Linked DNA regions of Sus scrofa: region 2 is linked to region 1. A link is a contact called in public promoter capture Hi-C data. All regions are on one chromosome and are shown on one strand. Each heading gives the region's core, a stretch centred on a gene start, on an enhancer-like site or on the middle of the called end of the contact. The rest is flanking DNA. Distances are from core to core; before and after follow the strand shown.

Evidence for each region. Promoter capture Hi-C pulls out the DNA fragments that hold promoters and counts their contacts.
Region 2: a contact with region 1 is called in a promoter capture Hi-C map of liver, with 8 times the contacts expected there. The contact joins the promoter of FKBP14 here to the promoter of GARS in region 1. A contact is called at or near these places in 3 of 5 promoter capture datasets (fetal liver, fetal skeletal muscle and liver), 3 of 47 Hi-C or Micro-C datasets (heart right ventricle and liver) and 1 of 2 datasets of contacts at active chromatin or transcription factors (alveolar macrophages).

The regions. Positions count from the first base shown.
Region 1 is chr18:42,348,066-42,353,638 of Sscrofa11.1, forward strand. It overlaps GARS (glycine--tRNA ligase), which reads right to left and starts at 4,136. Exons shown (of 17, transcript XM_003134806.6): 1 at 3,747-4,136. The coding sequence starts at 3,977.
Region 2 is chr18:42,901,333-42,907,213 of Sscrofa11.1, forward strand. It overlaps FKBP14 (FK506 binding protein 14), which reads left to right and starts at 1,768. Exons shown (of 4, transcript NM_001244527.1): 1 at 1,768-2,137; 2 at 5,120-5,271. The coding sequence starts at 1,941.

The DNA of each region.
Region 1 (5,573 bases), core at 2,886-5,385:
TATTTCTTTAAGGCCAGGAGGAATGTGGAATTGGACACTAGAGCAATGAACTTTTTTTTTTTTTTTTTTTTTAAAGGGCCGTGGCAGGGGCATATGGAGGTTCCCAGGCTAGGGGTCTAATTGGAGCTATAGCCACAACCTCATGGTTCCCAGTGGGAACTCCTAGCAATGAACTTTTGATATTGATACATTAAAACCATTAACATGTCTTAGACTGAGTAGATCTTTCACCAATACTTGATTTCTTTACATCATGTATTGGTCATTTGGAAAATACTATTTAACCAAGTTATGCAGATCTTTCAAATATTGACTCATACATTACATAACAGCAAAAAAAAACCCCTCATTTATTAATATCACCACTTAGCTCATCAGAAAAGTCGTGAAGTACTGGGAAGCTGTCAAATTCACAGCGATAGATACAAATTTTCCAAAATTCTAAAATTTCCCCAAATTGAATTTTATTATTGGCCGCAAATACTATCAGTTGTTTCCTGAAGTAAGTCTTTCTTCACTTATTTTCCAGATAATGAATGAATGCCCAATACCCAAGACTGAATAACAACTGTTTGTCAGACATTTTAGAAGGGTCCATGAAAAAAAGTGAGTTTGGCTTGCAACTCAAACAATCATAAGTGCTTTTCTTATAATGGGAGAAAAAAGAATGTATACATGTATATGTAACTGGGTCACTATGCTGTACAGTAGAAAAAATAATTGTATTGGGGAAATAACAATTAAAAAAATAAGTGCTTTTCCTGAGACAATCATCACATTTGGGCATCCTTCAGCCATACTTCCCATGCAGTCACACAGAATATTAAAAAGATTGCCCACAGAGGTCTGAATGTAATAAAATTAATCATTTTTACTGCTTTGTTACAGACACTTTAAGGCAAAACTGACTTTTTTTTTTTTTTTTTTTAACTGAGAGAGTGTGGCAGAGAATATGACCCAGTTTGGTTTAGTGTCCCTTACTTGAAGGGCTAGCAGTTTTATTCACCAAGCTTTGCACCATCAGTGCAAATGTCAACACAGTGAAAAATGCATATAATATTTTCATTTTATTGTGCAAACGGTTTTAACCTTGAAGACCTCCAAGGGTTTGCAGACCATACTTTTAGCACCATTGCCCTAGAGCAATAGGTTTCAAACAAGAAACTCCAGGGCAAAGTTTTCATCAATATGTGCTAAACTGGGGGCATGGGGGGGTGAGCGAAGACAATATATTAGACCTTTTTGCAAAGTTAAACGTACTAAATATAAAAGACTGTTCTTTAGTCTGAGTTATGGTCTGCCTTTTTTTGGTATGAAATGAAAGGAGAAATCAGATAGTAGTTTGTTGATTGCAATTTTCTAAACACCCTTATTTGGCAAAATAAAGTCTGGCCGCCCTAAGCTAATTCCCCTTTTTTTCTAGGGCCACACTCGCAGCATATGGAAGTTCCCAAGCTAGGGGCTGAATCAGAGCTACCAGCTGCTGGCCTACACCACAGCTACAGCAATTCGGGATCCAAGTCATATCTTCAACCTATACCACAGCTTACCGCAACGCCAGATCCTTAACCCAATGAGTGAGGCCAGGGATTGAACCTGCATCCTCATGGATGCTAGTAGGATTCATTTCCAATGCACCAGGAAGGGAACTCCCCCCAACTGCTTTTTTTTTTTTTTTAACTCAGTTGCCCCCTAGTGTGCCCTTCATCAAACAACTAACAGTTTTCTAGATGCTGTAAGGCCCTCCTAACAAACCGCATAACCAAATTCTCCAGGAAATAACTAAGAATATGCCATGGGAAAATACACTTCAGTCAATCAACAAATCAAATCTTGAAAAAACAGCAGCAGAGCAGATTGGCAAATTTACATTAAATATATATTTATATGAAACACATGCCACTAACAAGACCAGTTGTTAACCACCTTAAAAATCCCACTCCAAGGATGTTTTCCACTTTACAGACTTCACAGTGGAATTATGCAAAATGGGTAGAGATGACAGTGCAGCTCACGAACCCATAAGCCAAAAGGGGGGGGGGGTAACTAGATGATCTCTAAACTCCCTTCCAGCTGACCCTGAAATCAGTGTCATTCAAAATTCTATTAACTGATATATGTGTGGTCCTGGAAAATTAGGAAAAAAAAAAAAAAAACCCACTAACTCACATATTCAGAAAATACCTTAAGTACAAAAAAACTAACAATCAAGCCAACAGAAACAATAGGCAAGACAGTAATAGCATTGGAAAGTTGTTCCATCATCAAAGTTTACTTCAGTTAACTAGTTCCACAATCTTACTATAGATGGGTAACTTGCACTGCAGTTCCAGGCTAACGTGGCAGAGGGAGGGGTTTGAGTACGTGTTTTTCCAAATTAGATGTATTCTCCCATCTAAAGTGAGGGATATGGGGGAGAAAAAGGTTGAGAGTTACAGAAAAGACAAAGGAACCACACCTAATTTTATTTGGGGAGGGTGGGTGGATGGAGACAGAGAATAAGCACTCATAGCGCTCTGATAACGAAGAATAAAGAAAAAATTAAGCCCCTAGTGAAATCTCAAAATAAAACTCTATTGAATCAGTCAGGCTCAAACTTGAGAGAAGTAGATAAAGTGGCAGAATTCGCCGAATTTGCGGCAGCTCTGCCCCAATGAATTATTTCGGAGAAGGTTCCTCCCTCCGTAGCTAAGGCAAGTTATTGCATCAGGCACCCGTGCAGGAGAAACCCGTTTGGCGTTTGCTACTAGTCATCGGATCCTCAGGGTCCTAATCTGAGCTTTTGGTTCTACCTGAATGGATATGAGAATCCCTTTGAAATAACCTTTCTCTGTCTTCTCTAAATTCTGATATCCATGCAGTGCCCTAGGAAAAGGAGGCCTGCATTAATCACAAGCCCTCCAGCCTATGAAACCTTCCTCCCTTCCTCCAAATTTCAAAATGTTCCATACGATGGATGGCTGACTTCACCGAGTAACTCAAGAACATTTACAGCTTCCCACGTTTACGATCTGAAAGCTCACCCACTCCAAATGACCCTTTCGGGACTCAGAAAAGATGAGAGGAGCGAAGAATGATGAACTTAACATTATTAGAAAAGAAAAAAGTTCAACACCTCCTCACATCCACGTTTCAACTATTTTTATGTCTTCAGCGGACCACAAGACTAACTAAGCACTGAATGAAGGAAGACACCAAGAAGAAAACACTATCCAAAGCATCCTGAAGATTAAAAAAGAAAGTCAGGCCGTAAGGAGAGCACCCGCAGCTCCGGCTGGTAATTGACCAGGCAAGAACTAGGCATCTCGCCATCCAGGGAGCACAAACATAGGAGGGACTGGAAAAGTGAAGTGGAGCTTATTGAGCCAGGGCAGGAGAAGAACCAAGGGGATCACAGATCCCAGTCTCACCGGAGAGGGAAGAAAGACCGGCAGGAACAAGGAAGAGAAAAGGAGAACAGATTGTGAGAGGAGGAACGCAGGAAGTCGAAGGGATCCGATGGAGACACCAAGGAGAGAGAAGGACAAGGGTCCACGGAAGGGAAGGTGGCCGACGCACGCGGGGACCCGGGTCCAAAGTAGGGTAGGCGAGGAAGATGCCAGGAAACCAAGGGCTTCCAGAGAACGAAGGAGAGGTGGAATCTAATCCGCGATGTGGACTGGTGCCCGGGGGAGAGAGAGAGGATGAGCAGGAGGGCACTAAAGGGAGGAGAGCGCGGGCTTAGGAAAGGTGCAGAATGCCGGTACCTGCTGGCGCACCGCTAGCCTGAGAGGTGCCAGCACCTCCTCAGTCCCGACGCCGTCCATGCTGCTCCGGGAGGCGGCGGCGGAGGCGGCGGGGGACGAGATCGGGGCGCGGGCGGGCTTGCTGATGTGCCGGCAGGGCAGGAGCGGCGGCTGGGCTGGGAGCCGGGGCGGTGGCGACAGCAGCAGCGCGGCGCGGGCGGCTCTTAGCAGCGCCGGGCGCAGAGAGGGCATGAGCCGGCAGCCCTGGGAGGTCTGGAGGGGGCGGCGGCGGAAGCGGTGCGCGCGGCCCGGCCCGGAGCATGATGAAATCGCCAAGTAAACGCCGCGGCGCGCGCGCAGCCGCACATTCCTCACCCCGCGACGCGGCGCTGGGTCGCCACCGGCTGATTCGACACAAAACCCGGAAGAACCCAGAATCCTTCAGAGCCCCGAGAGCGCTTGTTCCACCTCGGGCGCTGTGGCGGGAGACCGGGTTCCAGGTATACCCTCGGCGAAGAGATTTGCACAGTGTGTTGGTGGTATTTAGGGACGCAGCTCCCTCTGAAACTTGCAGACTGAAACTCGTGAGGAGCTTCGGAGCAAAGGCTTGTGTACGGGCACTGACACTCGGGCCGACCCGCGGGAGGACCCACTTAGTTTCTGTTCTTTTGCCCCCTGGTTTTTTGTGGGGTTTGTTGTTATTTTGTTGCAGCCTCGGCGTGTGGAAGTTGTTCCGGGCTAGGGATGAAACCCAAACCATAACTGCAGCGACCCAAGCCGCTGCCCACTCCCCGCCCCTTGGTTCTTAAAGGGTCATTAAACGATGAAATCAGATAAGGACTTAGACTGAGTGTTGCTCGAAGCTCGGGTGATCCTCAGGAAAGGAAGCAAGAGAAGTTAACGATTCGCCCACCTTCACCCATCCACGCCTTGCCAATGTCAAGACAAAACCTGGGGAAAGGGAAAGGAAGAATGACGGGCTTTTTGGAGATGTTGCTGACCAGCCTTTGCAGGGCGAATAGGATTTGAATCAGAAGAGATGAGGGCGGGCAAGAGACAAAGAGATGAGAAAAGGGTGGCAAACGATAATGTGCAGGGGAGTGGAGATGAGCATCCAGGTGCCTGGGGTTCCCTCTCCCTGGCCTTGCCTCGGCGGACCTGCCTCTTCTAGTTATGCCCCAGCTGATGGACGCTCCAGAGATGGCTTCCTCCCTCCCTCCTGCTCCAAGGGCAGGTTGACTGAAAAAACTGAATTCGCTTTCCACAGAGGGAATAGAAAAATAAGTCTGTGTGAACTGCAGAAATAGCAATGCACACACCCACCAGAATGCCTAAAATGAAAATGAGGGGAAATGCCAGGTGATGCTCTGGGACTCTCCCACGTGGCTTAAAGGATTGTGGGTTGGTGCAGCCACTTTCAGACAGTATCTCCTCAGACCAAGCATACACACCTTACCCGTGACCAACTGTTCTTCCCCAGGAGTGTACAGGAGTAGTCAGGCTCAGCAGAAGGAAGCCGCCTTTCCTAGAATTGTGAAAGTCCGTATTCTCCTCCTGTTCCAGTTTATGGTTCTGGAGAAGTACGCACAATTTAGCATAAGCAGAGCAGGTACAGAGGGATCTTCTGCAATATTAAACAATTTGCATTTTTTAAACTTTAATTTCAAGATTTGATATTTGTTAATCATAATTTTTATTTGCCTTTAAAGGTAATTGTTTTTAAAAGTATTGAAGTATAGCTGATATACAATATTATATGTTACCGGTATTCAAGATAGTCACCATTTTTGGAGGTTATGCTCCATTTATAGTTATAAAATACCAGCTATATTCCCTGTGTTGTACAGT
Region 2 (5,881 bases), core at 518-3,017, 550 kb after region 1:
GGGGCAAGTCCCAAGTTAATGTGCTGTAGATGGATCCTACCTACCTCTTAACGTTTGGGATCACCGGGACCCCTTAGGCTGCTCCCTGGATTCTAGTCCTCAAGGTCTAATTCTTTTTTTCAAAGCTAATTGATCTCACACACTTCAAGGCTATTGAGGTGCCCATTAGGGCAGAAGGAGGTGAATGAATGTTGTGTGTGGCAGTGTTAGCAGACGTTTTCTAAACTCTAAGGCCCCGCTACAGAAAGTGTGGTCCACCGACTGCAGCATTGACCTCACCTAGGAGATTGCCGGAATTGCAGGATATCGCTCCAAGCCCAGAAACTGCTGAATTGAACTCTTGAATGGGTCCAGGAACTCCCAGGGGATTCCTATGCGTATTAAAGTGTGAGAAAGCACTGTGCTAAGGATATTTGACTAGGGAAAATGTTAACTGTAGACTCAGTGGAAAAGCAGGTTATGAAACAGTGTACAATAGGATCCTAATTGTTTTAGGCATGTGTCACAAAAGCATACAACAAGGTGTTCAGAGGATTATATCTGGATGGTGGTATCATAGGAAATCTTTTTTCTTTCTTTTTCTTTAGTGAAAGTCTGCCAGATTTAGCAAATAAAAACAAAGAACAATCAACTCGTTTATCTGGAATTCAAATTTAATGTGGCTCCTGTTTTTTAACTGGGAATTCTAGTGCTTTCCAGTTTCTTCCAACTCGACTACAATGTACACGTATTGCTTTTGAAATTATGAGAACAATGTAAAACTAAAAATTTTAAACTAAGTTGAGCTTGTGTAACTCGTAAATGTGATTACTATTTCTTTAAGGCCGAGATCTGCACTCTCTCTCGAGTTTTGTTTTTCTTTTTAGAGCCGCACCTGCAGCATATGGAAGCTCCCTGGCCACAGCCACAGAAACGCCAGATCCCAGCTGCATCTGCAACCCATGTCACAGCTTGTGGCAGTGCTGGATCCTTAACCTACTGAGCGTGGCCAGGGACCCAACCCGCATCCTCTCAGATATAATGTCGAGTTAGCTGAGCAACAACGGGAACTATGGTCTGCACTTATTCTTGATAGAGGCTATTATTGACTCTCTACACTAAGGTCATTTAGATGATAAATTATTAGCAGCCGTAACATAATGCAGTGATGCACAATACATCACAATACCTGGTTTGACGGCGGAGCTCAACGGCTTTTGACGCTCAACAACCTTAAGCAGGACACAACCTCTCCTAGCCTATATATGCTCATCTTTTAAATGGAATAAAAGAATCTGCCTTACCCGCAGGGTAGTGAGCGTCAAACACAGGAATGCACTTTGTGAAACCAAAAGCACTGCTAAAGTCTTTATCGATTGCACCGTAAATTAAATAATAAGCAATTACTATGGGGGAGGGGGACCGCACCAACTATGAGAGCAAAGGAGTCTTTCCTTAAACCTCTGCTGTTTCACCTGGGTCCACGACTTCTCACTGAAGCCAGGTTCTCCGCAGCCGTGACTTTGCCTGAGAAGTTTCCGGTGAGCTCCGCGCCCCACCCCTTTCTTAAAGTGCCAGGTAGAGGAATTCTGTAGTCTGTCGGGCTCCGGGACCACTCCGGGTGGTTCTCCCCTGGGCTACCGGGTGGTAAATTACATGGTTGTAGAGTCATTGGTTCGAGAGTCGCCCGAGAGACAGCTCCACTAGCCAATAAGAGGCCGCCCTGCCCAGGCGTCCGCGTGGTTGGAGCCAGTCAGGCCCGGGCTTGGGTTTAACTCTTTAGAAACCAGTTCGAAGTTGCACGGGAAAGTTGTCCGTAGTGAATGTGCCACGTCTACTGGGAGGGAGAGTTATGAACTTGCCAGAGGCTGTTGTCCTAAGCTTTCAACTACATTTTTAACTCTATGAGGTCGGGGGCCCTTTCTCTGTTTTTCTAGGAACTTCTTTCCTGCTCTGGCAACATGAGGCTTTTCTTGTGGAACGCGGTCCTGACGCTGTTAGTCACTTCTTCGAGCGGGGCTCTGATCCCTGAACCAGAAGTGAAGATTGAAGTGCTCCAGAAGCCATTCATCTGCCATCGCAAGACCAAAGGGGGGGATTTGATGCTGGTCCACTATGAAGGCTACTTAGAAAAGGACGGCTCCTTATTTCACTCCACGTAAGTAATTATACCCTGCAGGTAAAGAAGTAAAGAACCCACCCACTTAGGCCAGCTCTTGGGCAGGAACAGTAGCGTGTACCAGCGTTATCTCCCTTTTAAAAAACTAAAATATCGAATTTCTCTCTTTGGGGAAAGGAATTGGTTAAAGTCAATCTTATATAACAAGGCCTTTGAAGGTCTTACTGGAAACGTGGTCAGGATAAAACGATAAATTTTTTTATTGTAAAAATTAGAGCTAGAATCTCTGAAATCCTGTAGAAATATCTAGGTGTATAAATAGGCAATAAGTGGAAAAGACATAAAGGCATTCTCATTTCTCTTGTTCCTGAGGGAAAATAACTCAATTCCATTTTTCTTTGGTAAAGGTGAAATTAAACTTTTCATAGCCCTTTCATGAGCAGAATACACAATTATTTATTTGCTTGTGGTAGGATATGTTAACAGTAGTCCACTGACCTATTTAACTTTTGGCCTGGTGACATTTTGGTCAAGGCACAGGGACATTATTTGTTTCATTGTTTCTTTCTAGAAATTCAAAGACCTCATTGATGGGTGTGGGTGTGGTTATGGAAGATTAATCCAATACCTACAGTGAAAGATTTTCAGATGGTTACACTGTCCTTATTTCTGTTTTATAAAGAAAGAAATTGCAACAGGGAAAAGTTTTGTAAGTGTAATGATTTCCCATCAGGCCTTGATTCTCGGATTCCATCCCTAAAGTATTCATTGAACATTTCTTTATGTTAGGCCCTGTGCTTGACCCTAGGTGGATTTAAAACATCTGGCTTCTCTCTGTCCTCACCATTCATTCATCTCCATCTATCAAATCTTTACTGAGCAGCCCCAAGGCAGGCCCTGAGGATGCGGAGATGACTAAGACTGGGTTCTTGTCCTCTAGCAGGACACTGAGTACAGGGGGGAGGAAGACAGCTGTAAAGTTCAGAATGTTCAAAGTGCTCACGAAGCACGGACTCTGGAATTTATCATGCTCTGAGAGATGGGGAAAGAACACCTTCTGAGAGATCATAATTGAGGTGGGTCTTGAAAGATGGGTGGCTGGAGGTTTCCCAGGTAGAGAATGAGGAAGGAAGGACACCAGGTGGAAAGAGCAGCCTGAACTAAAGCAGCAAAGCTTCATGGCCCATCCTAGACCTCATTTTCTTTTCTTTTCTCTTTTTAGGGCTGCACCCGTCGCATATGGAAGTTCCTGGGCTGGGGTCGAATTGGAGCTACAGCTGCCAGCCTACACCACAGCCACGGCAACATGGGATCCAAGTTGTGTCCGCGATGTACATCTCATGGCAACACTGAATCCTTAACCTACTGAGCAAGGCCAGGAATCAAACCTGCATCCTCATGGATATTAGTTGGGTTCATGAGCCACTCAACCACAACAGGCACTCCCTCGACCTCATCTTCTGATCAACTGCCATTACTGGGCATTCAGATCTGATCTGTCATGACATTTTAAAGTCAATGGCAAAAAGTTCCAAGATGCCGGCTTGCCATAGACTTCTCAACAGTCTTATCTTTTTGTCAACAAGGCCAGAGCCACAGTGGACATTAAATGATATTATGATTTGCCTTCCGAAACTTTCCTTTACATTTTAATTTTTGGTATGATCTCTTTTAGATCCAGGCTGATCTATTTCAGGTCTCAGAACCAAAAGCCTGTGTGGATTTCGGTGGGAACATCGGGATATTAATTAGCACTCTGCTACTAAAGTTCTAGTACCTGAAGACAGGAATATTGTCAGGCAGCCTCCATGTAAATGGCCAGTACTGCTAACTCTGAGTATTATAAAGAAGTACCATCTAATGATCAGTTTAAAAAGCGTATTCATCATTTTGAGAACCACAGCCTATGTGGTAAATAGCCTAAATCCTTTAGCCATGAAGGATTCGGCAAGAAGTGTGCCAAAACTGTAGGCTTCTGGGTGGTAGATTCTTTCATTTTTTTCTATATTTTCTGACCGTCCCCTGTTTCCTACTGTTGCCATTTTGCTACTTTGATTACTTTTAAGGAAAAGAAGTAATGGTCTTTACCTCCATTTATTAACCATGGTACCTGTGAAGCCTGGTAGAGTGAAGCCTGGTACAGTTCTCATCTGTAAGAGATCCTTGAATAGAACCCTTTCCTCATTGCACTAAGAGGAGCTAGCAGGTTCATGTACTACCCGGCCAGCAGGCCTTCTCCAGTTGCTCAACAGCTGGCCTCTCTTCAGCTCGTGAGCCTGGATATCTTGACCCTTCCCTTCTTCCCCAGTCCTTGAGGGGCCACTGCTCCAGGCCTCCCTGCATAGCCCCAGAGTCAATGCCTAGGGAGAGAACTGGGCCAGGGTTTGTGAAAAGAGCAGTCTCTTGAATCTGTTAGAGCCATCAGCAGGCTATACATCAGAAAAGCTGTCGGCAGGATGAAAGACAATGTGCTCTTGACTCTCCATTGTCCATGTGAGCATGGACCCGCCAGTATTGGCAGTAAATTCTCCTTAGCCTCTCATCCTCCTTCCCACACTCATTTTCCATTATTTCATCCCTCTTCTGCACCCTAGTGGCCTTCCTGGGTCAGTATCACTTTTTGATTAAGACTTAAGAACTTCCGAGTTAGGTCTGAGACTGGCTCACTTAACCTCAGTTTCCTCATCTGTATAATGGGGTGGTAGTGGTGCTTTCCTCATATGATCATTGTTAGACTTAAAAGAATCAAAGCATTTAAGATAATATCTGGTCTACAGTAAATGCTCAGATAGTTGTTTTCATTATTATTCTCTCTGCCCTCTCTAGCCAAGTCAGCTTTCTGAAATGTGCATCAGGAAAGATGGGCCGTGAATTGAATTACTGTAGAGTGGACCTGTGCATGTATGCTGTTTTCCAAACTAATAAAATTAATCATGTGGTGGAAAAATTACACCACAGCAATAAAAAAAAAAAAATGACTAAGTTACTTGAGAGTTCTAATGTGTTTTCTTTCTATTGTAGTCACAAACATAACAATGGTCAGCCTATTTGGTTTACCCTGGGCATCTTGGAGGCTCTCAAAGGTTGGGACCAGGGTTTGAAGGGAATGTGTGTAGGAGAGAAGAGAAAGCTCATCATTCCTCCTGCCTTGGGCTATGGAAAAGAAGGAAAAGGTAATAAAAATTATACATTTTTACTACAGCACTACAACTCTTCTTTGGATTAGGGACAGAAGTTAGTAACTACTATGTATCTTTTTTCCTAGATGTAAATAGAGGACTTGAATGTCTTAGGAAAATATACTTATGTCTTGATTACCATTTGAAATAGCCAATGAAGGCCATAATATGTAAATGATCAACTGAGCCAACAGTGAAAAACATTCTGTAATCTCAACTATTATTAATATTGCTCGCTAATTTGGTGGGGTTTTTTTATGGTGGTGTTTCAAAGATTTTTAAAAAATTAACATCTAAAGTAGGTATGATATAACATTATATATAAAAATAGAAAACAAAGATATGGTATAGCATATATATTATGATAGTATAGAAAAAATATATACACATAGAAATTGAATCACAAGGAAATAAAGAAGAATGTTAACAGTGGACAGTGGTGCTGGAATTATTTTTATTTCTAGTTCTCTCTCTTCCATTTTCTCTACAATGGGCACATGTTACATAATGAAGAAGAAAAAGAATTTAAGAAGTTATCAGAACTAGACAGAAAATCACTTGGATACAGTGGAAATAGAGACTTCACAGCATCCATAGGTCTAAA